Regions from separate parts of the Mus musculus genome. Here regions 1, 2, 4, 5 and 6 are each linked to region 3. The links are chromatin contacts, called in public ChIA-PET and HiChIP or PLAC-seq maps. All regions are on one chromosome and are shown on one strand. The core of a region is the stretch at or near the end of the contact, and the rest is flanking DNA. Distances in the headings are between cores, read along the strand shown.

Region 1 (4,856 bases), core at 1,488-3,987, 170 kb after region 3:
GAGTCTCTGCAAAGGTAATGTGGGAACTAAAAACGGGGGGCCCTGGGGAAGAGAGGGAGGAAAGAACCACATCCTGCCAGAGTTCCACCTATGCTCTGGACAGGCAGATGTGGGAGGGCTGCCAGATGCTTTCCACTCAGCCCCAGGTGGGCATCCAAGCCTCTGACCCACTCGACAGGGGGTGAACAAGGGGCAGCCCAACCTGGGAGCCCTGGGGCTACTCCCTAAAGCCCTGGGGTTATGGGAGAGAGGGATGAGGGAAGAGAGGTTCCCACACCGGTGAGAGTGAGCGGATCTTGATGAGAAGAGACTCTCTATGGTTTTAGAGCTTTATTTTAGAAAGGCAGGGAGAAAGAGAGAAGGGAGAGAGAGAGAGAGAGAGAAAGAGAGAGAGAGAGCAAAATCTAGAGAGAAAGAGAGTAAGAGTAAGAGGGAGAGAAGAGAGGAGAGAAGAGAGGACAAAGAGGAGAGAGGAGTGAGAGAAGTGAGAGGTAAGAGAACAAAGGAATAAGAGAGGAATGAGAGAGGTGACAAAGAGAAGACAAAGAGAGGAGTGAGAGGGTGAGAGTGAGGAGTAAGAGATCTAGGTGGGGCCAAGCAGCCTCTCTTATGGTCTTTACTGTTGCTAGGTAACTGGGGAGGAGTTTAGCCTGAAGGTCAGAAGCTTGGGACATTGCCAACGTGACTTCTAGCCATGCTTCTCTTGTGGGGGCTGTGGGGGGGGTGGTAACTTTGGCAGGAGCCAGAGTTCCAGGAGCATGAGGGAACGCCTACCGTGTCATGTAGGTGAATTATCACCCTTCCGGGGTTCAGACCTCAGCTCGACTGGAGACCAGCCTGCCTGTGCATAGCCCAATGCCCCACAAGGTAACATCTGCCTTGGGTCTTCCTGGGACCCTCAAGCAGCTGGGTAGTATTATAGTGTGGATTCACAAGACTGCCTGAACAGTGGCAGTTGGAGCAGCCAGACTGCTGCTGAGAGGAACGAACAGGGAGGCTCTAGAACTCTCTGCCTCTATTAATCTTCTTTCCCTCCCCAAGTCCTCGTGCAAGAGCAAGACCTCAGGAGTCAAAATGGCTCTCTCCTACCTCAGCCAGGCCATACCTCTCCTGCATCTCAGAAAGCCTGACAGATCCCCAGACTGCGAGTAGAAATGGCCATACTCAGCCTCTATAGACAGCCCAGAAGGACTGAAGAAATCCTCTGAGACAAACTCAAAGGATCCCTCATTTTATGTATCCTAGGAAGTTCCACTTCCTTTTTATTTAATTCTTCTTTTCAGGGGTTCTAACTAATCCACCCTGGAATGCAGTATGGTTTATGACTACAATTTCAATAATCAGTGCTGTCATACTCATCTTTGTGTGCTGGAGCATACATGTTTGGAAGAGAAGAGGTAAGTTTCCCTTCTGCTTTCTTCTATCTGCTGTAAGATTGCAGCTGTTTAGAGTCTGGGGCCTCTGGTTGCCAGGGGTCAAGGGAGGATGGACACAACTTCTGGCTGAATTAGTCCACTGGGATGATGCCCAGCATGTGACCAGGTTTCTGTTAATACATAAGGGAGGTGTCCTACTGAGAAGAGCAGTACCCGGCCTCGGGATCCACTTGCTCACTTGCCCTTCATTTGGGTTCCGTTGCCTGCATCCTTTGGAAAGATGCCTGGTGGAGAAGGATGGAGGAAATATTCTCTCACCGAACTCACGTGTTCCACCTTCCTGCTTTCATTTCCCAGGTTCTCTTCCTTTGACTAGCCAACATCCAGGTGAGCATGCAGCCTCTAACTACAAAACGTAAAGCAGACAGGAAGAGGTAAATGAAAGAGAAGAGGGGCTGGCCAGAGGGATAAAGAGTGAGCATTACTATTCATCTGGACCCTGTGGTGTCAGAAAGACTAGCTGGTAACCACGAGACCTACAGCATTCCTCCCAAGTATGTGAGGGGCATCACACTCTTCTAGAGCAAGGTCAAGATCACTAACTTCCTTTCTGATGGAGAACACAAGTCCCGGCGAAAAGGGTCCATGAACCACACATGCACTGTCACTTGGAGCATAAAACACTCAAAACTAGGCTCTGTGACTCCGCCACTGAGACTCAACCAAAGTTGAGACATTGGATAGATGTGTGAGAAAGAGATGTAGATGCAGGCTCGTTTTCTGAGTCTCGTCTCATGGGTGATAGTTTCAAGATACCATTGTTGAAGAGAGGGCATGAGGTCAGGGATCAGAAGACCTGCATTCTCACTCCTGTCCCTCTCTTCCTAAGCGACTCTGTACAAGTCCACTAAGCACCCTTGAGCCCGAAATTCCTCATCTCTAAAATTGTCAAATCTGTCAGACGGGGCTGTGAAAACTGTCTCCAGAGATCTCGCAGACTGTGGTATTTAGTCCTTCAAGTGTGTTGACATGAGGGAATCACTGAGACTCTGAATCATAAGAATACCACCCACACCCTCACCCAAGAAGTGAGGTTAGAAATAGACCATACGATAGTTCTTGTTTAGCACTGAACTCAAAAGATTGGGAGGTGGAGAGAGAGTCCTTAAAGGGGGGTCAGTCTTGAAACAACTGCTTTGCAGGGGGTGTTCTAGAGGCCAGCAAGACACAAGATCCTGTGCAGACTCACCCCAGAGTCCTACCACTGACAGCTGTACCTTTTGTGTGTGTTAACCATACAGAGTCCTCCCAGAGCACAGATGGCCCAGGCTCTCCAGGGAACACTGTGTATGCACAAGTCACTCGTCCAATGCAGGTAAGTCCTCTCAGCTCTGTTCTCCACTGTTGCTGTTGTTACCGTGATCCCCCCCCCAAGCACATCACCACAATCGTCAGCCTTCTCTATTGGAGAAGGCAACCGCAGAGCTGACACCCAGTGTCTGCCCTGATGGCCTTTAAGATAATGCTTCCCCTCGCTCGCTTCCCAGTGTTCTCTGTCTGCTTAACCCATCAGGCAGTCTTTGTGCTTCAGGGTTACTATAACCTGCTTGAAAATACAAGTTAGAGACTCTCCTTTTCCCTTGCCACATTTGACTAGATCAAAGGAGATCATAAGCTGGGAGGGGGTGTCATCCAGGAAGTAGAGTTCATGAGAACTTAGAGTAGTGTCTCAAGAGAGAAGGAGGCCAAGTATCACAAGCCTTAAACAATAAAGGGAACGAGCTACAGCTATGGAAGAGAACTCTCACATAGTAGGATGGCCTTGGTCACGCGCCAGGGTCCCCACTACCCATGAATGAGACCATTGTGGGGGCACTTTTCTAAAATAAGTAGATAGACTGGGGAGCCAATTCTCAAGTCTTCTAAAAGAAAAAAAAAAAAAGCCTAAAGAACTTGGCATTCTTTTTTTTTTTTCCTTATTGGATATTTTCTTTATTTACATTTCAAGTGTTATTCCCTTTCTTGGTTTCCCCTCCGAAAAACACCCTCCCACCCTCCCCCTGCTCACCAACTCACCCACTCCCACTTCCTGGCCCTGGCATTCCCCCACACTGGGACATAGAGCCTTCACAGGACAAAGGGCCTCTCCTGGCAGTCTTGAAATAATGGAAGTGAAGCAACGGCCCAGCTAAAAGGCTTGGATTCCCCAAGCAAACACCTCTCTCCCCAGCTGACGCAGGCTTTGTGGGGTAAACTCCTAAAGGAGAAGACTGTGAGGGGCAGTCACGCTTTTTGCCCATTTACTGTTCCCAACTCCTGCTGGGAGCATGCTCACCAACAACCCAAAGCAGGGATCATCAGCCCATACGGCAGCTAAGTATCTAAATGTATGTAGAGATCCACCTAGGACCTGAGGGTTTCTGTTGTTACTACTGCTTTGTGCATCAGAGAACCATTCACTTTGGGTTTTCTTTCCTTTTGTTCATTAATTTACTTATTTGCATTCATTTCATTTCTTTTACATCCCAGTCACAGCTTCCCCTTCCTCCTCTCCCCCTAGCCCCACCCCCTCACGCCCCGGATTCTCCTCCCCTTCTGTCAGAAAAGGGGGTCCTCCCATGGATATCGACCCACCTTGGCATATCAGGTTGCAGTAGGACTAGGCACATCTTTTCCTGTTGTGGCCAGACAAGGCAGCCCAGTTAGGGGAAAGGGATCCAAAGGCAGGCAACAGAGCCAGCCAATGCTCCTGCTGTTCGGGGTCCTATACATCTGTTACATATGTGTTTGGGGCCCAGGTCCTAAACGCATGCTCTCTGGTTGGTGGTTCTTAAAACCGGTAGTTCCTATACTTCTGGTTCCCCACTACACCATGGTGACTAGACCATTAGAATAACAGGGATAAATGGGAGCAGGCAAAGTAGGTGGCTCCAGTTATAACTAGTAAAGACTAAGACAAAAGATCTGATGCAATAACCATCTAGCATGTAAGCTTTTATGTATGTTTAAAGGAGCAAGCCTGGAATCAGATGCAAGACAAGAATGCTTTTATCCCTCCACACGACTCTGCCCTTCGGTTGTTCTCTGGCTGGGCCTTTACATTGCTGGGACATTGATATTCTATCTAGGTTGTTTTTCTGTTTCTTGGAGAATGTTGCTAAAACATCACAGGTTTGAACTGGTAGAGCTTGGTCCTAGGCTCCTCTTGGCATGACGCTTCTTCCTTCCTTGCTTCTTCCTTTCTTTCTCTCTTTCTTCCTTTCTTTCTCTCTTTCTTCCTTTCTTTCTTTCTTTCTTTCTCTCTTTCTTCCTTTCTTTCTTTCTTTCTTTCTTTCTTTTCTTTCTTTCTTTCTTTCTTTCTCTCTCTCTCTTTCTTTCTTTCTTTCTTCCTGTCTTTCTTTCTCTCTTCTTGTTTTTTTCCTTGTCATACTACCTTTCCCCAAAATACTTGCATGCACAGACCTCTTTGTTTCTGTGTGA
Region 2 (4,782 bases), core at 2,131-4,630, 230 kb after region 3:
GAAACCCTTACTAAGATACTAGGCAAGCACATTATTTATCTGTTAAATCCTAAATTCATTCTTGGATGTGATAATGAAAATAAATTTGAAAGACACCATCCCATTAGTTACTTGAGGGGATCTAAATGATGAACTCAGAGTAACAAGTTGTCACTGATGAGAAACCTGGAAAACATTAATGAACACTTTGCTTGGTCCACTTCAGGGAATCCCAGGGCTGTCTGCGCTATTATTTTGGTCTAATAATTACCCTGCAATGGATGAGGGCCACAGTGGTAGTTAAGGTTTTAACACGTAATTATTAAATAAAACACCACCCTGCCCAGCCCCCCTGTCTGTAATGCATCACTCCCTCATGGGCTTATGATGTTAAATTCTTATATGGTGAACTTGCTGAGGTTCCCAGGGAAAACCCTGCCCTTTGTTACAAGAACAAAGTCTTTCCTGAAGGAAGTCTGAGCCCTGTGCAGAATGGGAAGCCTTTTGCATCTCTTCACTGGAACTTAGTTTCAGGCTCCAGACTCCTGCATTCCTGTTGAAAACACTAACTTCATAAGTGAACAAAAGGACTGTGGCCTGATAGCCAAGGCAAAGGTTGCAAGCATTTCTCCTTAACATCTGATTCCTTACACCCGGGCATCAGCACAGGACCAAAACTACACTATCCTGGTGGCAAGAACACCTCACTCTAAAGTTCTAACTCTGAGAAATCTTTGAGCCACTTTTTCAGTCCAGTGACTTCATGATCACTTCTTAGCAACTCTTGCACAGTTTTATCAAGGAACGGAAAGGGAGAAGGTCTCTTTGACCAAAAAGGGTGGGGTTTCTTTGTTTGTTTTGTTCTTTAACACCTGTGCACATTCGTGTGTGTGTGTGTGAGTGTAAGTGTGCCCATACCAGAGAGCACAAATGCCATGACACACACGTGGTCAGAGAACAGTTCCAAGCATCCATCTTCACCTGCTAGCTTGATCTGCCATCTTGCTTACCTTGGTTAAGGCAGTCTCTTGTTTTTGTTTTTGTTTTTGTTTTTGTTTGGGGAACAGGGTTGTTTTGGTTTGGTTTTGGGGGTTTTGTTGTTGTTGTTGTTGTTGTTGAGACAGGGTTTCTCTGTGTAGGCCTGGCTGTCCTGGAACTTGCTTTGTAGACAAGGCTGACCTTACACTCACAGAGATCCACCTGCCTCTGCCTCCCAGGTTGTGGGATTAAAGGTGTGCACCACTATGACCCTGCAGCAGGCTCTCTTCCTGTTTTCCCACTGTGTATCTATAAACAGGCTAGCTGGTCCTGGAGCTCTTGGAGATCCTCCCTTCCTCTATAAATACAGATATCAGAGTGTGTCAAAGCATCTTATCTGGAATTCTCTAAACATAGTAGAAGCCTTAAATATCCTTTGTTCTATCGGAAGTGTTGACAAGAAGTTTCTGGCAGAAGATAACTCATACAGTATGCAAGCTGCTGCTTTAATTTCTTGCCATTTTCTTAAGATTTATTTTTAACTTAAAAGTGTGTGTGTGTGTGTGTGTGTGTGTGTGTGTGTGCTTGGATATGTGCGTGTGAGTGAGAACAGTGCCTATGGAAGCTAGAGGAAAATGTCAGATTCCCCTGTATCGGAGTTACAGGTGGTTGTGAGCTACTACACGTAGCTCAGATCCTCTGTAGGAGCAGGGAGTTTTCTTGATGAAGTATCAGCCTCATGGCTCTTGTTTGAATCATTATACCAAGAAGTCCACTGCTCTTCCATAAGTTCCACATGTAAGACCATCCCAGAATATATTATTTAAGTATCACAGAAATCATAATTTGATGTATATATGCAATTGTAGAACATGAGCAACAGTGACTTTACAGAAATATTATAACCATGAAGCTTACTTAGAATCAGTTTTGTTTATTTGTTGAGGCAGGGTCTTACTAAATAGACCAGGCTGGCCTGGAAGACAGGAGTGATCCTCCTGCCTCAACCTCTACAGCACTGAGATTACAGGTGTGCACCACCACACTCAGCAAACAATTTTGATCTTTTGCATCAAGTATTCTTTTTTTTTCGTTCTTTCTTTTTAAAATAGGGTAATGCTGAGTACTGAACGTGCAAAGAGCACCCACAACAAGTCAGACACAAGGAATTCCCCAAGAGGAACCTTCTTTTGTTTTTGTTTTTGTTTTTCAAGACAAAGTTTCATTCTGTGGCCCTGGCTGCCCTGGAACTCACTCTGTAGACAAGGCTGGCCTTGAACTCACAGAGCTCCAACTGCCTCTGCCTTTGCCTTCCAAGTGCTGGGTTTAAAAGCATGCACCGTCACTGTCCAATTTAAGTATTTTTTTCTTATTAAGGCATGTTTTGACCCCTTAAACTTCATGGGTACACAAGCTTTCTCTTAGGGCCTTGCTACTCCAGGTAGCCTGAGACCATCAGCTACATCTTCTAGCGCTGTGAACTGAATTATGTTCTCAGAATTTAGATGCTGAAGTCTCACCTAATTCCACCTAATTATTTGAGAAGAAATTAGGGTAATAAAGGGGTGTGAGAGAGAAGTCTCACTGTGAAATCATTTACCTGGTTAGAGATCAGAAACCTGGTATCTCTCTCCCTCTCCACCCCCAACGTGATGCCATCATAAGAGGAATGCTACCCCCAACCCAAGATTTTTCTCCAGATCCCAGCCACATAAACCTCAGATTTTAGCTCCTAGAACCATAAAATAATGAAATTCTGTTAAGTCATCCAATCTGTGGTACTTTGTCATGGCAGCCCAAGCTACTAAGGCACCAGACCCTCAAGATGTACACTCTTAGTCTGACAGTGGTGACATACTCCTTTAATCCCAGAGGCAGAGACAAGTGGATCACTGAGTTCGAGGCCAGCCTGGTCTACAGAGCAAGTTCCAAGACAGCTAAGGCTACACAGAGAAACCCAGGGCCTGTGCCAGACCTGCTGGATGAGACTCTGCATTTCTAGCAGGTGCTTGAATGATCTGCACACTTGTCATAGGCACAGTGACAGCTGAGCCAGCTCTACTTGCGGGGAGCTGTTTCAAGATAGAATAAACCACCTGAACTTTTCAATCTAAGAAAGAAAGACCCCTGGTGTCCAGTTGTTTAATATGCCCCAAATCAAGAGGCCTCAGATCTCATAGCAGCCCTGGCAAACAAAATCTGCAGGGTAAGTTGTATCTGCTTTCTCTCCAGTTCCACCCCATTGTTATGGGGGAAGGGACTGTGTTAGGAGATAAGCACAGAGCCAGAAGATAACAACCCCTCAAATGGAGTTAATCTAGACTGTAAAAACTCTAACCTAAAATTACATGCTAGGGTATCAGTGGGAACCAACATTAAGAGGAACGTGTAAGGAACAAACCCACCCTAACCGGTCTCCCCCACAGTGAAGGTCATGCAAATGTTTGGCATCTGTGGTAGCACAGGAGGCCCTCCCCTTCCTCTCAGATGTTTTGCATCACATTTCCACTTTTTTTTTTAAACTGAAATCTTAACAACTATACTAGTGCTTTTATTGTTCGATCTATGTTTAAAACTACATATGGCTGTACATGGTGTTTTACTTAGGGTTTTGTTTGTTTTACATATACAGACTTCATTTTTCTAAGTGTTGTGGTTTCTCAGGAAAGTGGAGTCTAATGCCCAGAGATTTTCCTCACGTTCCCCGTCCCCCCACCTACGCAGCCTCCCCCATGATCAGCATCCTGCATGGAGTGGAACATTGGTCACAACTGGCAAACCTACAATGACTCACAGCGTCAGAGTCCATAGCTGGCATTGCAGTTCAGTCTTGGTAAGCTACATTGCGGAGTTGAACAAATTACGATAATATCCACCACTATAGTAACGTACATAGACGTGCTGCCCTAAAAGCCTACCTTTCCAGTTTAAAGCACATATTTGTCCTGGCTAAGCCACAAATAGCACAGGCTAGTTGTGTCCTAAAGTGAGAACAAATAAACTATTAACTAGATTCAATTTGTTTTCTCAACCACAGATTCTCTTACAGGATACCGGTGTACAGGTAGCCTTTTGAGCGGTGGCTTCAAAATGGTTCACATTCTCACTGCTTGCTTCAGTCTGTCCCCTGGACCTCCTCTGGGGGACATTATAATAACTTAGGTGTCAACAGTAGGAGACAAAATAGCCACAATAGTATTTCTCATTTGTGCTAGCAAAAGCCCTGGGAGCTCCTAGGGAATAGAAGCCATGGTTTATATATCTCTGCATCCCAATGTCTAGCATAAAGAAACATCTTCCTGAAACTTACTGAGGTAAGAGAAACCTATGCCTTGCCCATGTTTCCTAAACCATCTAAGCCAGTACCTTTTCCCACTATTCCACCGATTCCATGTGTGACATTTGCTGTTCCAAGCTGCATATCTCTCTCTCTCTCTCTCTCTCTCTCTCTCTCTCTCTCTCTCTCTCTCTTTCTCTCCCTCCCTCCCTCCTTCCCTCCCTCCCTCCTTCTCTTTCCCTTCCCTCCCTCTCCCCCTCTTCCCTGCCTTTCTCTCCCTCCCTCCCTCCCTCCCTCCCTCCCTCCCTCCCTCCCTCCCTCTCTCCTTCCTACTACTTTACCATGCACTGACGCAATAGTTTTCCAAAAGCTGACTTTCTCCCATGCAACTTTCCCAGCAACTGGAAGAGCCTTCCCATCACTTGCTTAGACTAATAAAGAAAATCAGGAGCTATCTTATGTAGTTGACTTTCAGTTCTGTAGATTGAATTGTTCCTCTCCCCACCCCACAAAAAAAAAAATAAGCTAATAACAAATCACTGAGTGTA
Region 3 (4,804 bases), core at 1,358-3,857:
TTCAGCTTTGTGAACTGCAACACACTTCTTCCTCTCTTGGGCTGGTCCCAGTCCCTGTTAGCAGCTTTTCTAATGGCTCTGGCACCTCCAACCTCTTGTGGTTCCAAGGCAATCCAGGCTTCACCTTCACAGCTTCACACAATAGCCTCTGTAGGCCTCCATGCAGAGACACCCACAGCTTTCCTTTGTCATGGAGGGAGATTCTGCAACCCCTTTCTTTTATCTTTTACTATAAAGCCAGAGCCATGTAGCTAAAATTACCAAGTTCTGCTACTTGCTGGGGCTAGAACACACAAACACACACACACACACACACACACACACACACACACAATCATTCGGTTATATCTGCATCAACTTTATGGTTTTGATGGTTTTCTTCACTGCCCTAAGCTTGGCTGTCCTGGAACTCCATCTGTAGATGAGACTGGCCTTGAACTCAGAGATCCACCTGTCTCTGCCTCTGGAGTGCTGGGATTAAAGCTTTTCTTTAATTCCTTTTCACAGTTCATTAATTGCTTTTCACAAATCAGAAGCTTAGCTGGCTCTGGTCTTGTCCTGAGGTCACCGCTCCCTCTATTCCACTTAGCATTAGACTTTTCTTTAAACCTTTTATCTTCTTGAGCACTGGACTTGACTCTATTGAAATTTTTGGTGCTATTTTCTACTCCCCCCAACTGTACATTTAGTATTTTTCCTTTGCTCAGCTTGCTCTTTTTCATTATAGATCCTCATTCGCATGGAACATCTATACTGGGTCCCCTTTTCACAAGAGTGGGGGTGGAGAGAATGTAAGAGACAGAGGTGGTGGGCGACTACAAGGAACCAGTGTCTTCCAGACACAGCGGGACACATATGTATTCAAGAACATAGTCCTTGGTAAGTCATCCAGGCTCTGGTGGAAGATCACACATCCAGGAATATTTGGGCAGCACAAAATTGTTTTGATGGGCTAAGAAGGAAAAGACACAAAGCTGGGTGGATGTCCTTGGAAGAATAGGGGACATGAATATGATAGAATTCTCAAAGAACTAATAAAACTATTATTTTTTAAAAGTAAAGAGTTCATCCTAGAAGAATAAAGTGAACATGAGTCTAAGTCTTTGAAGAGAGGGAGGGGCCTGACCTAAGCACACAGGATGGAGCATGCATTCCAGGAGTTGTGTGACTCAAGGGCATGCATTATTCTTGAAAACTCTGATTCAATAGCCAGGTGTGGTGGTGCACACTTTTAATCTCAGCACTTGGGAAGCAGAACCAGGTGAATTGGAGACCAGTCGGGTCTACATGGTGAGTTCCAGGCCAGCAAGAACTACATAGTGAGACCCTATCTCAAAAAAAGAAAATACAATAAAACCATCAGACAAACAAACAAAGGAAAAGGGAAAAGGAAGGAAGGAAGGAAGGAAGGAAGGAAGGAAGGAAGGAAGGGAGGGAGGGAGGGAGGGAGGGAGGGAGGGAGGGAGGGAGGGAGGGAGGGAGGGAGGAAGGAAGGAAACTCCAATTTATATCATTTTTCAATTTCTATGATATTAACCCCTTATGTGGAGTTAATTCCTAGCTACCACAGTGAGGACACATCTGGGAACACACCATGCCCAATACATCATTATGAAGTTGGATACAGGAGGCAGGAGAAGAGAAAACAAAGAGAACTACAGACCAGTTTTCCTCTAACTCCAGCTCTTTCTACCCCATGACCTTTGGGGTCAAGAGTAGATTATCTGTGAATATGACAATGGATTCTAAAAGCATTAGCCTGGGGACTAGTAAGATAGCTTGGTGGATAAGGATACTTGCTGCATAGGCCTGGCAACGTGAGTTTAATTACTTGATCCCACATGATGGAAGAAAAAAGCTGATTCCTAGGGGTTGTTCTTTGACTTTCACACACACACACACACAGCCTCACCTTTCAAAGTCTCCTTTTGAGCTCCTATTCTAGTGTTCTGTTCATGGAAGTTCTTTCTTCCATCCTTTCTCCATAGCAAACCTTACAAACAACTTCTAAATTGAAGGCAACAGAGAGCTAACTTGATTCTGCCCCACTGTGCCTGTCAGGAAAATGGGCTGTTGGTCAGAGATGTCTACGCCTGTCTACTCTATCAGTTTGTGACTATAGCTCAAAGTATCACTTGCACAGGTATTCAATGAGATTATGTAACGAATCATAAGTAACAGTCCTGTCATCTCATGCCAAGTAAGTTACAAATAGAAGTTGAGCTCTGGATTCCCTAATTTGTAGGTGGTCTACTCAATGTCCGTTTTTTTCTTAGGATCCAAGAAGAGTTTACCAGACAGATCTGCTCAAAGAACTTGTGACACCCATTTCCTGGAAACAGCTTAGAAAAAAAGAGGGGTGGGGGGGGAATCACACTTCTTCCCCAAGCCAGGGTTTGACTGATGTGACATTACAGCCCCTTTCCCAACTCCCATGGGTCTGAACACCTGACTTTGGCTTCTCAAGAACAATGAAGTGATAAAGTGATTTAAGCCTGATCATAAATGAGCAATCCTGGAGGCTCAAGTAGAAAAAAAAAAAAAAACCCGGTTGAGACAGGAAGCTGGTTCAGGAACTTGTCAGCAGAGGCAGCACTTCGACGATCAGAGCTTCTTCCTTGGGGGTAACAGTAAGCAGCTGTCCTGCCGAGCTGAGCTGAGCTGAGCTCACAGCTGGGGACCCTGTCTGCGATTGCTGGCTAATGGATCCCAAAGGATCCCTTTCCTGGAGAATACTTCTGTTTCTCTCCCTGGCTTTTGAGTTGAGCTACGGAACAGGTGAGTGTCCATTTGTTTAAAGGGTTTGAGTCTTGTGTTTAGCAGTTTGGAATCAGCAGAGCCCCATGGATGGAGAAGCCAAGGGCTGGGGAGTGCTGTTCAGTTGCCTCTTCTTTAAGGAGAGTGCCTCTGGGTTTCCACTGTGTCTTTCAAAGAGGAAGAAACCTGTTGAGTTCCCTGAGCCTTGGGCTACAAGGATTTGTCCCATCTACACTAGTTTCTATGGAAACCAGAAGCTAAAGGCACCTGCTATGTCCATAGTCAGCTTCCTGGACTCAGGCTAAAATTCTGAGTAGCTGGTTTATGTGGCTACCCTTCTGGCAAAGACCCAGGCTAGGGACCAAAGCTCTGGGACACTTGACCTATACTTCTGCTGAGGAAAACGACTCTCACATGTACATCATTGGCAGACAAAGAACACCGGTCCAGTGAAAAGCAAGGGTGATAGGAGCAACAGGTAGAAGTGGGAAACCTCAGACCTTAGGCTCACACCAGACAGTGGCTGCGGTGTGGTCATGCTTTCTTATAAGAGATGACTCCAAAGCACCAAGAAGAGGAAACGTTGGGATTTTGGAGCCCAGGGTTGCTTACAGAATGGGGAAAGTGCAATCAGGAAACTTCAAGGCTCTGCAGTGGGCTCAAGTGATGGCAAAGGGTTAAAGGAGCAGGACTTCTCTCCCATCCCTCTGGTTCTTCTCTTTTCCAAGGCAAGCTGTTGTTTTCTACTTAGTGGGTGGGAACTGTAAGGAAAGGTATTGGAGAGCAACCGTGCTAAGCAGTGCATACTGGGCTAACCATGGAATGAATGGTCAACTCCATTGTAGAGTTTAATTAGATTGTGGGAGACAGCCTGGCAGAGATGGCTTTAGGAAGCGGATCGGGGAAATCCTGAGAGCCAGAGCATTTTGGTCGTGGGGGATTCATGACTGTAAATCCATTATGGACTTTTCTAAGAAAAACCCTGAAATGTGCCAGGGATTGGGGGTGGGGGGCTGTACCTAGAATCTTTTATTCAAGTCTCAGATGAGGAGACCCTTGTCTAGCTCCACTTTGAGATAATCAAACTGAGCATCTTTGGAGGTAGAGCTAAGCCCTTCTTGTTGCATACCATTTGAACCCACCATTGCTGGCTTACTTGGTGACTGTAGTAACTATGGAATGAACGTTTGGTTTTCTCCTTGTCTAACCTTGTCTGTAGCAGCTCAGATGTAGCTAGCAAATGTTCTGCTTAAGGGTAGGAGGTCACTGGCTAGTGAGCGACAGCCCAGCCCCAGGATACATACATGTCTCTCCACTTGGCAACTATTCTTTCCTTGCATTCCACGTTCTAAAATAAGCTCAATTTTTGTCAGTGTTTCTATTTATAAATGTGTACTCTTTTGTGAAACCCCATTAAAACCCAAATAGAAATACTTTGCAAATGAGACTTATCAGTCGTGTCAGGGCAACCCAGAGGAGCTTGATTCTTGTAAAAAAGTGTGCACCTTCCCATTTCTGCTCAATTTTCAGTTCCTACTCAGAACTATAAGATGCAAAAAGTGCAAACGTCCCTTCCCAAGAAAAGCAAAGGCTCCTAAAGGATAGTTGATGTCTTTATTTACAGTGAACTTCACATGTAAGTGAGTGATGTTCAAGAAGCTAGGCAGCTTCTATATGGCATCTTGACTTTAATCCAAGAGGCAGAATAAAGAGTTGCTATCTTTGGGTAAATAACTGCAAGACAAACTTTATAGAAAGCATTGTTTTAAGTGTTTTATCCTTCAAATTCTCATACCAGCCCTATGAGATTGGTGCCACCATTGCTAGAACTTTGTCACTGAAGAAAGATAAGCAGACTAGATTAACCGTTTCTCTGTACTCATGAGGCTGGATGCTAGACGTTTCAGTGAATGAAACTTGATATGCTCTGTTTGAGGACTGGGAAGAATGATCCAATGTGTTTCAAGGTCCCAAGAGGAAAACTAGGCTACGATGTCTGTGATTAAGGTGTATATGTTGAATTAAATTGAAACTAATTGAGTATGGG
Region 4 (4,465 bases), core at 1,209-3,708, 210 kb before region 3:
CACAGAAGTCTGCTTGGGTTGTTCAAACACTATACACGAACTTATACCTCATAGCTTATACCTTTGTCTTTCATGGGTCTGAAAGCTAGACACGCCAAGATCGGGATGCCCTCATAGTCAGGTTCTGGGAAGGCTTTTTTTTTTTTTCTTCCACCCATGGGAGAAGGAATGAGCACTGACAGGATTTTTGGAGTCTGCTGGGTCTCCTGATCCTGCTTAGAAAATAAAAACATTAATTCAATTCAGGAGAGCTCTGATCACTTCCACAAACTCTCCACTTTTTCTTCTTCTTTTTAAGATTTAATTATCATTATATGTAGGTACATTGTAGCTGACTTCAGACGCACCAGAAGAGGGTGACAGATCTAATTATAGGTGGTTGTGAGCCACCATGTGGTTGCTGGGATTTGAACTCAGGACCTTTGGAAGAGCAGTCAATGCTCTTACCCACTGAGCCATCTTTCCAGCCCAACATTCTACTTTCTAATACTACCATACAGTTGGTTACATTTTAAGATATGAACTAGAAGGGTGGGCACAAACATTCAGATTCATTTATTTATTGATCTTTTATGTCAATAATAAATAATAAACAAACAAACAAATCAGAATGTTTGATCCTAGCTCTCAGAAGGCATAGATAGACAGATCTCTGAGTTCAAGGCCAGCCTAGTCCACAGAGATAATTCAAGGACAGGCAGAGTTATAAAGTAACCCTGTCTTAAAAACAAAAACAATAACAAATAAAAAATAAAACCAAAAATCTCTTTGGGCTGGAGAGATTGTTCAGCAATTTAGAGTACTGACTACTGTTCCAGAGAACCCTGGTTCAACTCCCAGCACCCAAGGGCAGCTGGTCTGTAATTTTCAGTGCCAGGAGATCTGATGCCTTCACACAGACATAAATGTAGGCAGAACACCAATGCAATGAAATAAAAATAAACAAAAAGATTACCATACAAAGTAAGGGGTTTTATTATAGCACTTTCTTTTTTCTTTTTTTTAAATTTATTTATTTATTTTATGTATATGAGTACTCTATTGCTCTCTTCAGACACAGCAGAAGAGGGTAATCAGATACAATAACAGATGGTTGTGAGCCACTATGTGGTTGCTGGGAACTGAACTCAGGAACTTCAGAAGAGCAGTCAGTGCTCTTAAGCCATCTCTCCAGCACTTATTATGGCATTTTCACACCAGTATATTCCAGAGCTTTCTATTCAAGCTCTCAAGGATAGCTATTAATTTGGTGCTGAAAACTATCTTGAAGGGAAGCCAAGTTTCCATTTCCATGTATTGCTTACCTTCAGGGGGAAGATCATAGATTTGTGTTTGTGTGTGTGTGTGTGTGTGTGTGTGTGTGTGTGTGTGTGTGTGTGTGTGTGTGTTCACTTGGGCATGTGTGGAAGTCAGGGGTGGAGTCCATCCTCCCTCTTCATCAGGAGGATTCTGGCGATTATGCTCCGGCTGGCAGGCCTGATGATGAGCACCTTAACCCACTGAGCCATCTCGCTTACCCAACTGCTGTTGACTGTGAGGACTCAGAAAGCAATTTGGTCAGCACTACACAGGTTGCAAGTTGATGAGCTGGAGTTCAAGTCCAGGTCTTTGACTCCAAATTGACTGTCTGTCTGGTCCAGAGCATCCGTTGCTTGCCACCACTGGCAGCCACCTGTCCTATAAAGGCCGCTCTTGCTCAGTGTTGGTCGGGCTAGAAACAGATCAAAGAATGGAATGAGAGGATGGGCTTGGGAGAACCACACGTGTTTGTTGCTAAGGGGAAAAGAAGAGGAAAAGAGCAAGAGGCCTGGCTTCTGGATATGGCCTTGAAGTAAAGGGTCCTGAGGGAGTGGGGTTCGGGGTGGGGTGGGGTGGGTACCACTGACTCCACCCCTCCTTGGAGTTCAAAGGATCTCTGCTGCCTGCTCTTCTACAGGATGAATCCAGCCACGGAAGGGGGTGAGCACCACAAAGCGTTTCACATCCTTTGGTTGTGGAGGGGTGAAAGGAGGAACACAGTTTGCATATGTTGAACATTTGAGATCAGACTTCCTGGGCTCATGAGATTTTTCCCAGCAAGTCTAAATGTTATGTCTCTTCCTTAATCACCCCATATGCTCTTCCTCTTCCACGTTAGTACCTACTTACTCAGGGTTCTTCTTCTCAGGCCACCCTACCCCTAAGTTCCTTCAGACTTCTGCTTCCACGGTGTATGCTGGTTTGGGGCAGCCTGGAATAATGACTGTTGGTTTTCTTTCCCACCCTGTGGGAGCCACTAAGAATTCAGCACCAGGCTGAGGAGGACCAAGGGCTGGGATTTTGCAACTGGTTTTTTGTGAGTCACTGTGCACTCTGAGTACCCACCCACTGGAGGCATCTTAGCTTGTGGGAACCCACGTGGAGGGACTGAGGCTTTCTCGGTAGCCTTGTCAGTGCACAGCAGAAGTGAACAGCCTTCAGTTGAGGAAATTGTGGCTGGACAGGCAGTGAGGTAGTTCTGCTGTGTCCTGCTGACAGTTAGCTGCGAGCCTATTGACATCTGAGCACCTGGAGAAGACAGGGCCCCCGTAGTCTGCTCTGTCCTGTGGTGATGTTGGGGCAAGCTGTCCTGTTCACAACCTTTCTGCTCCTCAGGGCTCATCAGGGCCAAGGTAAGGATTTTTGTGTTGGTGTGGGATGGGGCCTGGCATACACCCATGGGTGCCTGAGTGTGTGAGGGAGATCAGAAGTTAGAGCCTCTGATTATGCCATTTCGATAGTCACCTGGAACACAGAAAGCCAGAGGAGAGGTTAGAGAAGGTGGTCCAGGTCCTTAGGGCTATTGTAAAGTGGGTGGAGTTTAGTCTGTATGAAAACTGTGGAAAACTGGAGCGATGTGTGTACAAGCCTTCTCTGGAGCAATGTGTGCATTAGCTTTCCCTTTTCTCGCTCTGGGAGTGGATTCATCACCAGCCATAGCTTTTTCCTTCATTCCGACACAGTTTCACACAAACACCACCTTGTCATTGTCACCTTCCCCACAGAATTCGTGTCCATTCTGAAGAAAAGGATGGTCTGGGAGTTGTGAGGAGTCCCTGGATGCTTTGGGTCTGGGTGAGGTAAGGTAGAGAAAAGAAGGTAGGACAGGCAGGGTCTCACGAGTCAGCACAGAGACTGCTCCACTTTGGGTGGGTTGGGTTGAGCCTTGCATTTCTCAGGGACTGTTTTCTAGTTGTCACTGTGCTGGAGGGGACCCCGGGAGTCCCTCTAGCAGGCCCAACTCATTTGCATTCAGCTTCTGGTCACCTTACCTCCTCTCAAATGAGGCATGAATGGAGGAATCTCTTCCTGAGGAAGAGATTTTGGCTCAGGACTCAAAGAGACTCTGGTTCAGTAGAAGTCACCCCAGGGGCAGCCAGATGATGATGACAAACCTTTCTTACTAAAGTGTGATATCTGCATATCAGTGTACGTGTCAGTGAGTCACTTTTCTGATGACTTTGGGACAATCGTGCGTTTATGTCCACTCATTGTCTACTGTCTTTCCCATAAACATAAGCAATATTCTCACTCCAAATCTCACAGATTAGTTTTGCCTGGATGTACGTGGCATCCCATGGTATGGGTTCCTGACTTCTTTTACTTGACACTTCTATGACGTTTGTCTATGTATCTTATCTCTTTGATGGGAGTTTCCAGTCCCTGCATGCCATGCATCTGGGTGAGATAAGACAACTCCATCCCAGGCTTACACCATCCTCTGCTCACTCTCTTGAGGGTGAGCACCTGATCTTTAAAATGGTTTTACAGTAGTGCCATGAGCCTTTCTGTCACACAGCAATACACCTTCAAGGTCACATCATGGGGTCTAAGTGTCTATATTCTTAGTGGGTGTTGTCAAACTGTTTCAGGAATGTTTGAGCCATCTAGTACATGGGATTTCAAGTTGTCACAAGGCAACTGGCATTTTGTTCTGTGTGCCTGTGAACAGGAAATGAAATTGCAATGATGTAGAGCCCACAAAGCAAAAGGCCAAAGCCATGGCTTGATAACTTCTTTGACATTTTGCATGCAACCCCTATAGCAGAGCCAGTCATGAATTAATTATCATATTTACAATGACTTTTCTATATTATGAGAACTAGGCAAAATTTAGCAAGGAAACAGTTGAGCTGAGGTCAATTTTTTGTTTTTAAAGATAGAATCTCTCATATTCTAGGCTGTCGTATAAGACCGAGCTTTGGTCATGGGAGGCAAGGGCCCTACTAACTAAACTACATCCCACACCCAGATTATACCCATGAAAATCTTCCAGTCAGGAAAATAGGTGTGTACAATGCCAACTCCAAGGGAAGGCAGAAGAGGCCCTGGCACTGTCAGTCAGGGTGCATTGAAAGGGAATCTGAGAGGATTCTTCTAGGAGGGGAGACAGGGGACTGTCTTGGTGTGGTAAGAGCTCAGAAAAACGAAGAAAGTGAACCAATCC
Region 5 (4,183 bases), core at 796-3,295, 200 kb after region 3:
GAAGGTGGCAAGTGTATATATATATATATATACACTTCCAAATTAGCATAAGGTTTCATTTATCTAATAATGACAGGACAGGTAAGGTGGCTCAAAAGATAAAGCCACCTTCCATCAAGCTAGATGGCCTGAGTTCCATCCCTAGAACCCATGTGGTGGAAGGAGAGGACCAACCCCTAGTACCCAAGGACAATAATGACCCAGATCTCTCTTGTGTTACACTTGTCTGGATAAGCCACATTGATAAAAATATTTCTTAAATATATCAACCAAATGCTTCCATGTCCTTTTCCTTTTAAGGTCATCCATTTCATGTAACATCTAAATAAAATATCCTCAGGCCTTGAGTACTCCACTGAGACTCTGCATTTCTGAAGCTTTGCAGAGGAGACAGAGCTTACGTTCACCTTGTGTGCTCTCCATGTTTCAGTGCCTACAGACTTTCCCATCCCTGTGGTCATCTCACCTCCTCCGGGTGTTCTCACCATGCTGCTCCATCTCAAACATGGGCTCTGTCCCCCCCCCCCAGGACCACCAATACAAGTCTGCGAGTCTGTCTCACTTTCTCTTGAAGACTTCAGGACAAGGCAGGACTCTAAGGCACCATACAGAATAGGATGCACCAGGGTGTGGAGAATGCTTGTCGACAAGCATGAGGACGTGAGCTCACAGCCCCGGCATCCAGGCATGATAGAACACACCTGCATCTGTGACTCTAGTGCTGTGATCGGAGGAGTGACAAATACCCAGTGCTTGCTGGCTAGTCTGTCTAGTCAATTAATGAGCCCCAGACCCAGGGAGAAACCCCATCTCAAAAATAAACAAAAACATAAAACAAAAAAGAGAGAGATAACTGAGAAAGGAAGACCCTCACCATCAATGTATGGGCCTTCATACACATATAAAAATTAATATATTTTCAAAATAATAGAAAACATTAATATTACATGCTTTGAGTCACTATATTCAGAGTTCCTTAGTCATTCCTACACAGGGTTATTCTTACCAAGTATCACCCTCCCAGGCCCCTAAAATCATTCTTCCTTGAAGCCTACTGTTGGTCTTGAAGTTCTTTATATCTGCTTGCCTTACAATGAAATACTATATCTGGTGGACATGGTACAAACGCTTCCACAGAAATTGGCCACTGCTATGAACCAAAGTCTTTATCCTTTTTTTCTCTTTTAAACTAGCACCTTACCCACCTTGGAAAACTAAAACATACTCATTACTCTGTAATTCACAAGGATTTTCAACGCTTTACTAAACAACTGTTTCCATTTCAGAACAAAAGCAGCCGCACTGAGACTTTCCTAAGACCAAGAGCCTTTTTGTTCTCAGAGTTCAGCAAGTAGGATCAGTTTCTAAATGACCTGCGAACAAATCATCGGCTCGCCCACAGTTTTCATCAATAACAATAAGTACCAAACATAGCACCCAGAAGGAAGATGGCTCACGAGGAGTCAAAATGAAACGGAAGTCAGGAAGTGGATGGTGTCCTTGGAAAAGGTGAGGATGCTCCATCACAGAGGGACTTATGAAAGGGAAGCTAATGGAAACAATCTTCTAGGTGAGGGGGTTAAGGAAAGTGAGTGAGCCATCCCTTTCCCTCCTTTGTGACAGCTTCCTTCCTGTGTGCCCTTGGTTGTTCCTGAAGCAATTATCACACCTACCTCTCACCCTCACCTCCGTCCGTCCCCTCATGATTTTCACAGCTCAAGTGTTGAGTGAATCTGTCCAGGCCTCCTAAAACCTTTGATGTTGAAAACTGTTAGGAAGCCAGAAATGACTTCTGAATTTGCAAACTTTCCAGTCACTGTCTAGATTAAACAGGTAGATACAAGCTCCAGACCCACCCCAGCTCATGTGTGCATGCTCTCCTCCCCACCGCAACTCTCTCCCCATTCCTTTCTCTGATTCCTTCTTTCCATCTCTCCTACCCTCTTCTTGGCCTTCTTTCTTTTACCCCTCTTTCTTACTTGTGTGTTGTTTTGTAGATTTAAAGGCGCTAAGACAAGGATGAGGGACGCTATCTCAAAAACAGGAAGCAAAGGGTTTTTCCGTTTGTTTTGCTTTGAGACAGGGTCTCTTTCTAAGTCCTGGCCTTCCTAGAACTACCTCTGCCTCTGCCTCTCAAATGCTGAGATTAAAGGTGTTTGTCAACACCTCTGGCAGGAATTAGAGCTTTGAACAAAAGATGTTGAGGCTTCTAATTGGACTCCAAGTTGGTTTACTAGAAGCATGAGAAATAAAGATTTTTTTTTTCCAAAGAGAAAAACCAGAAGTCTTTTGAAAGGGTAACTGTGGAGAAATGGAGCAACCAGCTCAGTGGTGAAGAACGCTGGCTCCTCTTCCAGGGGACCTGGGTTCAATTCCCAGCGTCCACATGTTGGCTCATAAGCACCTCTAGTTCCAGTTCTAGCGGATCCAATGTCTTCTTCTGACTTTCAAGGGCACCAGGCACACATGGTACACAGACATACATTCAGACAAAACACTTAGACCTTAAAATAAAAAGAAAGGGAGGAAGGAAGGGAGGGAGGGAGGGAATGATGGAGGGAAGGAGGGGAGAGAGAGGGAATGGGAGGGAGGGAGAGTAACCATAGAGATGAAACTTCTTAGCCTTGTTTCTCCTTATCCAGGTGATATCAGCACATTTGCCTCTGGCAATGGCAGCTGGCCTTTGTGTGGCTACCCTGTCTAACGTGGTCAAGTAATCAGAAGAGGGCAGAGTCAGTTGTGTGATGGTTCTAAGAGTAAATGCTGGCCTTCCCCACTGACCAGCCTTGGGTAAGGCACTTGGCCTATCCCAGCAATCCTGATCAGCATAGCTCTACTGTTAGGACACTTAGTGGCTAGTGTCATCCTAATTGGCCCATTACTATGCTCTATGAGCTGCATAAATGATTAACTCTGAATAAATTAAGTATTATATGTAAATAACCTATCACAGAGCTTACCTGACACATAATGCAAGATGCTCAATAAAGGTTAGTTCTTCTTCTAATGTTTTTTTTTCCTACCCACCCATTCACGAACCTCCTCACCAATGCAATTCTCTGTAGAGTGGATTTTTTTTTTAAGTATTGGTCTAATGTTCCACAGCTTACAAAATGGAAAACTTAAACACAGTGGTGAATGGGTAAGACATAACACTGAGTCGGGAGCTCCAGTATAAGATTGTTCATGCCAATGCAGGATATGAATCCAAAACCCCAGATCCAGGACTCCATAAGAATTTATCTATGGTTATCAAGAGAAAAAGAGATCAAACTTTGAAATCAGGGGGACCTGGATTCAGGCTCTGTTCCTGCCAGTTACTATCCATGTGCTCTCCCTCTCCCTCTCCTCCCTCTCCCTCGCCTCCCTCTCTCTCCCTCTCCCTCTCCTCCCTCTCCCTCTCCCTCTCCCTCTCCCTCTCCCTCTCCCTCTCCCTCTCCCTCTCTCTCTCCCTCTCAGAGATTTATTTATTTATTTTATGTATGTGAGTACACCATTGCTCTCTTCAGACACACCAGAAGAGGGAATCAGACCCCATTACAGATGGTTGTGAGCCACCATGTGGTTGCTGGGAATTGAACTCAGGACCCCTGGAAGAGCAGTCAGCGTTCTTAACCACTGAGCCATCTCTCTGTGTGATCTCAAACCAACCACTTGACCTCTCTTGCTGAGGTTTGGTCTGTTGCTATGTATTATAATGCTAAATTCTATCCCCGAAGGTCTAGGCCTATGTGAGACTTTTCATGTTTACAAGTTTTTGTTGTACAAACCTTGTTCCTTGATTTAAAACTATTGGTTAAATAAAATTGGCTACAGTCAATTACTGGAGGGTTTGGAGTAACTTAGTTGGAGGAGGAGAAACCAGGGGAGGGGCTAGAGAGGTGACTCAGCAGGGCACTGGCTACTCTTCCAGAAGACTGGAGTTTGATTCCCACCACTCACACAACTATGTAAATCCAGTTGCAGGGGATCAGATGCCCTCTCCTGGTCTCTACAGGCACTGCACACACATGGTGCACAGACATATATACAGACAAAACACCCATGCAAACAAAATAAAACTTTTTTCAAGAAAATTTTCCTCTGACTATGTGGTTCCTAAAAATCTTTGTCTTCAGGTTACGTCTTTCATTGTGAGTGTTTTACTGAAATATTTTCTTGAAGACAGATCAATAGTTCAATA
Region 6 (4,295 bases), core at 1,415-3,914, 160 kb before region 3:
TGTGGAATATAAAAATGTACCACCTCACGCTATCTCCAGCTACACTCTGACCCCAGTGATCTTGTGGCTTCCATGGCTAGCCCCATGGAACAACCGCTCATCTCGAGGTTTGTTGTTGTTGTTGATTTTGGTCACATTTCTAACCATCTGCCCCTGTGGTTAATGGTCACAAAGTTTTTAGAGATCAGTAGGGGATTGGTGGTGGTGTGGGGGTGGAAAATCCCCCAAGCTCTCTGGAACTCACCATAGATGTGCAGTGTGAACTCTTTATTTGTGGTGAGGATAACATTCTTTTGGTTTATCTGAGCATGGTAGGATCCTGAATCACTTTTGGTTAGGTTGCTCATGTACAAGGAGTAGCCATCTTCGCTGACTTTGAGTCTGCCATTATATCCTTTGTCCAGAATAGTTATATCTTTTTTGTAGAATACTAAAGCAAGAGCCTTTGGGGGACAATTCCAGATGATATGCTCAATCTCTGCATCCTTTGAGATGTTTAGGGAGAAAGTCACAGAACCCCCTAGCATCCCTGATATCACTGTTGGAGGTGTTTCCTTTCCAGAGGCTCCGAGCCCTGTGGAAACAGAAGAGGGACTTGGAGGAACAGCTGAACTCTTCAAGCCACCTTTCGTTCATTCACCCCATAAACATGGACTTATCACAAATTCCATATACTGAGAAATGAATGAGACCAGACATTCTCCTTCTAAGCCCACTGGCTAGCAAAGCCATTCATTCATTCACTTATGCATTCACCCACTCATTCACCAAACTCTCTTCCATGAAAGTAGCTATAGTAATCCATAAACCGTTTCTTCTAAACTTCTTTTCTAATTGGGAAATTACTCAGGCTATGACTGGGTGAATTTCTGAAGTTTTCTGAGAGTCAGCATATTGATCTGTAAGACTGATAGATTCATCAGAGCTACGTCATGTACAAGGGATATTCTGATAAAACTTCAATGAAAGCAGGTTGTTGCAAACTGTAAAGAGCTAGAAAAGCAAATGACATCATCTCTTTAAAAATAAGATGAATAGGACGATGCTTAGAGGAGTGGAGAGATGGCTAGGTGAGTGATAGAATAAATAAAGTCACTCCCTGGTAGAACCTAGATGCTCAGCATGGGGGGAAAGCTGTCACTAAGAGTCTAGAGAAATAACAGTTATTTCCGAGGGACTGTTCCATGCCACTGTGCTAAGCATGACTCTCTCACTGTTTTCAAGCTTGAAAATGTCTTTATCAGCCTACCTTCCATCATCTAGGAGATCCCAGACTGTCTTTGGCTTAGTCATGTCAAGCTTGGGGTTGGGCAGAGATGGTATCATTTGTTTTGCTTTGTTTTGGTTTTAAGTACAGTCCATATTTCTGATAAATATTGTTATCAAAGCTTTTAAGAGCTCAGGTGTTTGGTCAACACAACTCATTTTCCTATGAAGACTCTGCGGTATCTGTTGCATGACCCCAGTCTAGATCCCCCGATTCCAGGGCTCCTGAGGCTTTGTAGAGTACTCTAGGAATTTAGATCAAATCAGACAAGATCTGAATCCTGGCTACTTCAAGAATTCTGGGTGCAAAAATTATAAGATAAAAAGAAGACAAAGAAGTGTAGCTGTAGGGCTGGAGAGATGGCTCGGTGGTTAAGAGCACTGCTGTTCCAGAGGTCCTGAGTTCAATTCCCAGCAACCACATGGTGGCTCACAACCATCTGTAACGGGTTTTGATGCCCTCTTCTGGTGTGTCTGAAGAGAGCAATGGTGGTGTAGTCATATCATAAAATAAATAAATAAATCTTAAAAAAAAAAGAAGTGTAGCTGTAGCCTAAAGGGAAAGGAAGAGAAGAAGGAGAAGGAGAAGGAGGAGAAGGAGGAGGAGAAGGAGGAGGAGGAGGAGGAGGAGGAGGAGGAGGAGGAGGAGGAGGAGGAGGAGGAGGAGGAGTCACGTTGTCTAGGGTCACCTGGGCATATGAAGCTTCTATGGTCCAGGGGATACAAGAATTAAGACAGGAAGTAGAAAGAAAATCTAACAGTGTTTGTGCCCCCGGAGGCTGCAAGGTGGCTTGTCATCAGAAGGGTTTGCTCTGATTGCTCTGTGAATTTGTATACATTACACAGAAAACAAACCGGAGACAGTGAGTATGAAGGAAACATGGTTTGAGACTGGGCTAGAATATTACCTCCTCATGGTGATTCAATGTGTTTGTTCTCTCTCTCTCTCTCTCTCTCTCTCTCTCTCTCTCTCTCTCTCTCTCTCTCTCTCTCTCTCTCTCTCACACACACACACACACACACACACACACACACTGCATACATACTCTTACATATGTACAGTTCTCAAAATAAAGTATAGTTGCAGAGTACTTACCTAAGGAAGGTAATTTCCTGATTTTACCACAAGAATCTATCTTCCGGGCAGAAGCCCAACCTCAGAGACCGCGTGTAGCAAGCAGAACTTACCCATGAGTAGGAAGAGGAGAGGAATCCAAAGAATGGGAGAAAATATCTGCTGCTGACTCATTCTTGGATTTTCAGAGAGTGGACCTAGAGCCCAGTCACACCAATATCTCTTTAGATCCGCCATGATGGTGTACTTCCAGATTTCAAATTAAAGGAGATGCACTTACCACAACTTCCTGAAGTATGTGAGTGCACGCGCATGCGTGGTTTGTGGTGCACGGTTTGTGGCGTGTGTGTGTGTGAGTGTGTGCATGTGTGCATGTGTGTCCCAGGAAGAGCTGTTTATATTGAGCACGACAGACTCCTGCATCTGCTCAGACTGAGGGAGAGGTCCCAAGCACATCCAGATCCTGCAAGGAAATTGTAAACCAGTGCTGGGCTTCACTTGTTTCAGTATCAAAGATGAGCTCTAACCATGAATCTAAAGATGTCTACTAAGTATCCTCACTTCTGGACATTACTGTCCTCTTCTTGGATTCAGGCTGAGATTAGTGGCTTCTTATAGTGAATAGATGTGACAGAGCTAGTGATATGTCACTTCTGAATACAGGACAAGAGAAAGGCTGTGGCTTCCATCTCTTTCTTTCCCATTTCCAATTCCCCCATTTTCTTCTCTCCTTCCTCTAATTCATGTCATGTGTGTGTGTGTGTGTGTGTGTGTGTGTATGTATATGATATATATATATATATAATGTAGGTTCTACATAGGAAAGAAATTATGAATATCTTTCTGAACCTGGAATATTTCCCTCAATATAATGATCTCTAGTTCTGTTGATTTTCTTGAATGTCTCATTTTCTTTATAATTGAAGAAAAATGCTGTTTTGTTCGTATACGTCATTTTTCCTCTATTGATGAACATCTAGGCTGAGTCCCTAAGTTGGTTATTGTTAATAGTGCCTCAAGAAATGTGGCTGAATATCTCTGCCCTATGCACAGGGATTTTGATTTATGATGCAGAAAAGAATTTCAGGACAAGTCAGTCAGAAGCAAAGTTAGTTTAAATGAGAAAAGAATGTGCACTCTAAGAGAGATGGAATCCAGGGTGATGTGTACCTCAGTACCTTGGCAGTAACTATACATATCTGATTTTGTGGATTTTGGAGTTACATTGTTTGAACCATACAGGCTATACATGGGGTTAAAGAGTAAGTAAAAATATTCTGGTATGCATATTTTATATAAAACATTTTCCTTTTGTAGATGAGATTATGAGGTGGTGTGTAACTTTCATTGTGTCGGTTTCCAGATAAGAAAGGAATATTGACAAGATAAGAACATAGACCACAAGACTCAAGGGAATTCCCTCTGTGTGTGGGTGGCACAGAGGTCAACATTGTATTTTGACTGTAAGCATGATTCATTAATTGTCTTAAGAATCTTGGTTGTGGTATTTTCTCAGAAAGGGGAACATAAATCCTTTGCAGGCCATCTTACAAGTGGCTTCATGAGCTGTGTTGAGATTTTTGACTCTTAGCCTGTATGAGATGGGTGAGATGACTTATACCCAGTGAAGTCACCCTTTCTTGAGTTTTCCAATCAAACAACAGAGATTTCGTAAATCAATCAATTGATCAATGTCCAATGGAGAAATCAGCTTACTGGGTACATCTGGCTTGATCCAGCTTTAACTTCCCTCCACCATTATTCCACACCAGCAGTGCCTATTGCTCTAGATGTTCCTTGAATCCGTGAAAAGGCTCCAGGAAGTTCTTTTGGGGGGTAGTGTTCCTTCTCTATGGCTCACACTGGGGATTTTCCCCTGGTTAGGTCTAAGACAGCCATGGGTAGGGAAGCTGGGAGAAGGGTTTCCAAAGCCTTCCTCTGCCTCCTCTTCTTC

What was found. ChIA-PET counts read pairs in DNA pulled down with a chosen protein or histone mark. HiChIP or PLAC-seq counts read pairs in DNA pulled down with a chosen protein or histone mark.
Region 1: a contact with region 3 is called in an H3K27ac HiChIP or PLAC-seq map of double positive thymocytes, with 4 times the contacts expected there. The contact joins the enhancer-like site here to the promoter of Slamf1 in region 3. A contact is called at or near these places in 2 of 39 promoter capture datasets (hematopoietic stem and progenitor cells and neutrophils), 1 of 484 Hi-C or Micro-C datasets (bone marrow-derived macrophages), 1 of 115 datasets of contacts at active chromatin or transcription factors (double positive thymocytes) and 4 of 9 other capture datasets (adipose tissue, embryonic stem cells, liver and 1 more).
Region 2: an H3K27ac HiChIP or PLAC-seq map of large pre-B cells shows a contact between it and region 3, with 3 times the contacts expected there. The contact joins the enhancer-like site here to the promoter of Slamf1 in region 3. A contact is called at or near these places in 3 of 39 promoter capture datasets (the C10 cell line, hippocampal neurons and stem cell-derived epiblast-like cells), 2 of 484 Hi-C or Micro-C datasets (bone marrow-derived macrophages and granulocyte-monocyte progenitors), 2 of 115 datasets of contacts at active chromatin or transcription factors (large pre-B cells and memory CD8 T cells) and 2 of 9 other capture datasets (adipose tissue and liver).
Region 4: an RNA polymerase II ChIA-PET map of memory CD8 T cells shows a contact between it and region 3, with 28 read pairs. The contact joins the promoter of Cd244a here to the promoter of Slamf1 in region 3. A contact is called at or near these places in 1 of 39 promoter capture datasets (stem cell-derived epiblast-like cells), 7 of 115 datasets of contacts at active chromatin or transcription factors (the HPC-7 cell line, effector CD8 T cells, embryonic basal ganglia and 4 more) and 2 of 9 other capture datasets (adipose tissue and liver).
Region 5: a contact with region 3 is called in an RNA polymerase II ChIA-PET map of effector CD8 T cells, with 5 read pairs. The contact joins the enhancer-like site here to the promoter of Slamf1 in region 3. A contact is called at or near these places in 2 of 39 promoter capture datasets (embryonic stem cells and pre-B cells), 2 of 484 Hi-C or Micro-C datasets (bone marrow-derived macrophages and nephron progenitors) and 1 of 115 datasets of contacts at active chromatin or transcription factors (effector CD8 T cells).
Region 6: an RNA polymerase II ChIA-PET map of memory CD8 T cells shows a contact between it and region 3, with 101 read pairs. The contact joins the promoter of Ly9 here to the promoter of Slamf1 in region 3. A contact is called at or near these places in 4 of 39 promoter capture datasets (HPC-7-derived erythroid cells, embryonic stem cells and stem cell-derived epiblast-like cells), 2 of 484 Hi-C or Micro-C datasets (LSK cells and Th1 cells), 3 of 115 datasets of contacts at active chromatin or transcription factors (effector CD8 T cells, large pre-B cells and memory CD8 T cells) and 2 of 9 other capture datasets (adipose tissue and embryonic stem cells).

Annotation. Positions count from the first base shown.
Region 1 is chr1:171,936,719-171,941,574 of GRCm38.p6, forward strand. It overlaps Slamf6 (SLAM family member 6), which reads left to right. Exons shown (of 9, transcript NM_001347186.1): 3 at 1-14; 4 at 1,284-1,397; 5 at 1,734-1,763; 6 at 2,678-2,751. Among named protein-coding and RNA genes, the nearest start is that of Gm37065, 20 kb to the left of the region's middle. Within about 2 kb of position 2,738, at least 35 of the 459 cell types and tissues checked have an H3K27ac peak or open chromatin away from gene starts, as enhancers often do. A contact at or near this core is called in double positive thymocytes, where this site is marked.
Region 2 is chr1:171,991,806-171,996,587 of GRCm38.p6, forward strand. No RefSeq gene overlaps it. Among named protein-coding and RNA genes, the nearest start is that of Vangl2, 33 kb to the right of the region's middle. Within about 2 kb of position 3,381, at least 31 of the 459 cell types and tissues checked have an H3K27ac peak or open chromatin away from gene starts, as enhancers often do.
Region 3 is chr1:171,764,525-171,769,328 of GRCm38.p6, forward strand. It overlaps Slamf1 (signaling lymphocytic activation molecule family member 1), which reads left to right and starts at 2,608. Exons shown (of 7, transcript NM_013730.4): 1 at 2,608-2,778. The coding sequence starts at 2,703.
Region 4 is chr1:171,556,735-171,561,199 of GRCm38.p6, forward strand. It overlaps Cd244a (CD244 molecule A), which reads left to right and starts at 2,459. Exons shown (of 9, transcript NM_018729.2): 1 at 2,459-2,651. The coding sequence starts at 2,591. Gm35200 (a long non-coding RNA gene) reads right to left here. Exons shown (of 5, transcript XR_373705.3): 3 at 1-1,711.
Region 5 is chr1:171,964,541-171,968,723 of GRCm38.p6, forward strand. No RefSeq gene overlaps it. Among named protein-coding and RNA genes, the nearest start is that of Gm37065, 47 kb to the left of the region's middle. Within about 2 kb of position 2,046, at least 28 of the 459 cell types and tissues checked have an H3K27ac peak or open chromatin away from gene starts, as enhancers often do. A contact at or near this core is called in effector CD8 T cells, where this site is marked.
Region 6 is chr1:171,604,746-171,609,040 of GRCm38.p6, forward strand. It overlaps Ly9 (lymphocyte antigen 9), which reads right to left and starts at 2,665. Exons shown (of 10, transcript NM_008534.3): 1 at 2,455-2,665; 2 at 245-574. The coding sequence starts at 2,578.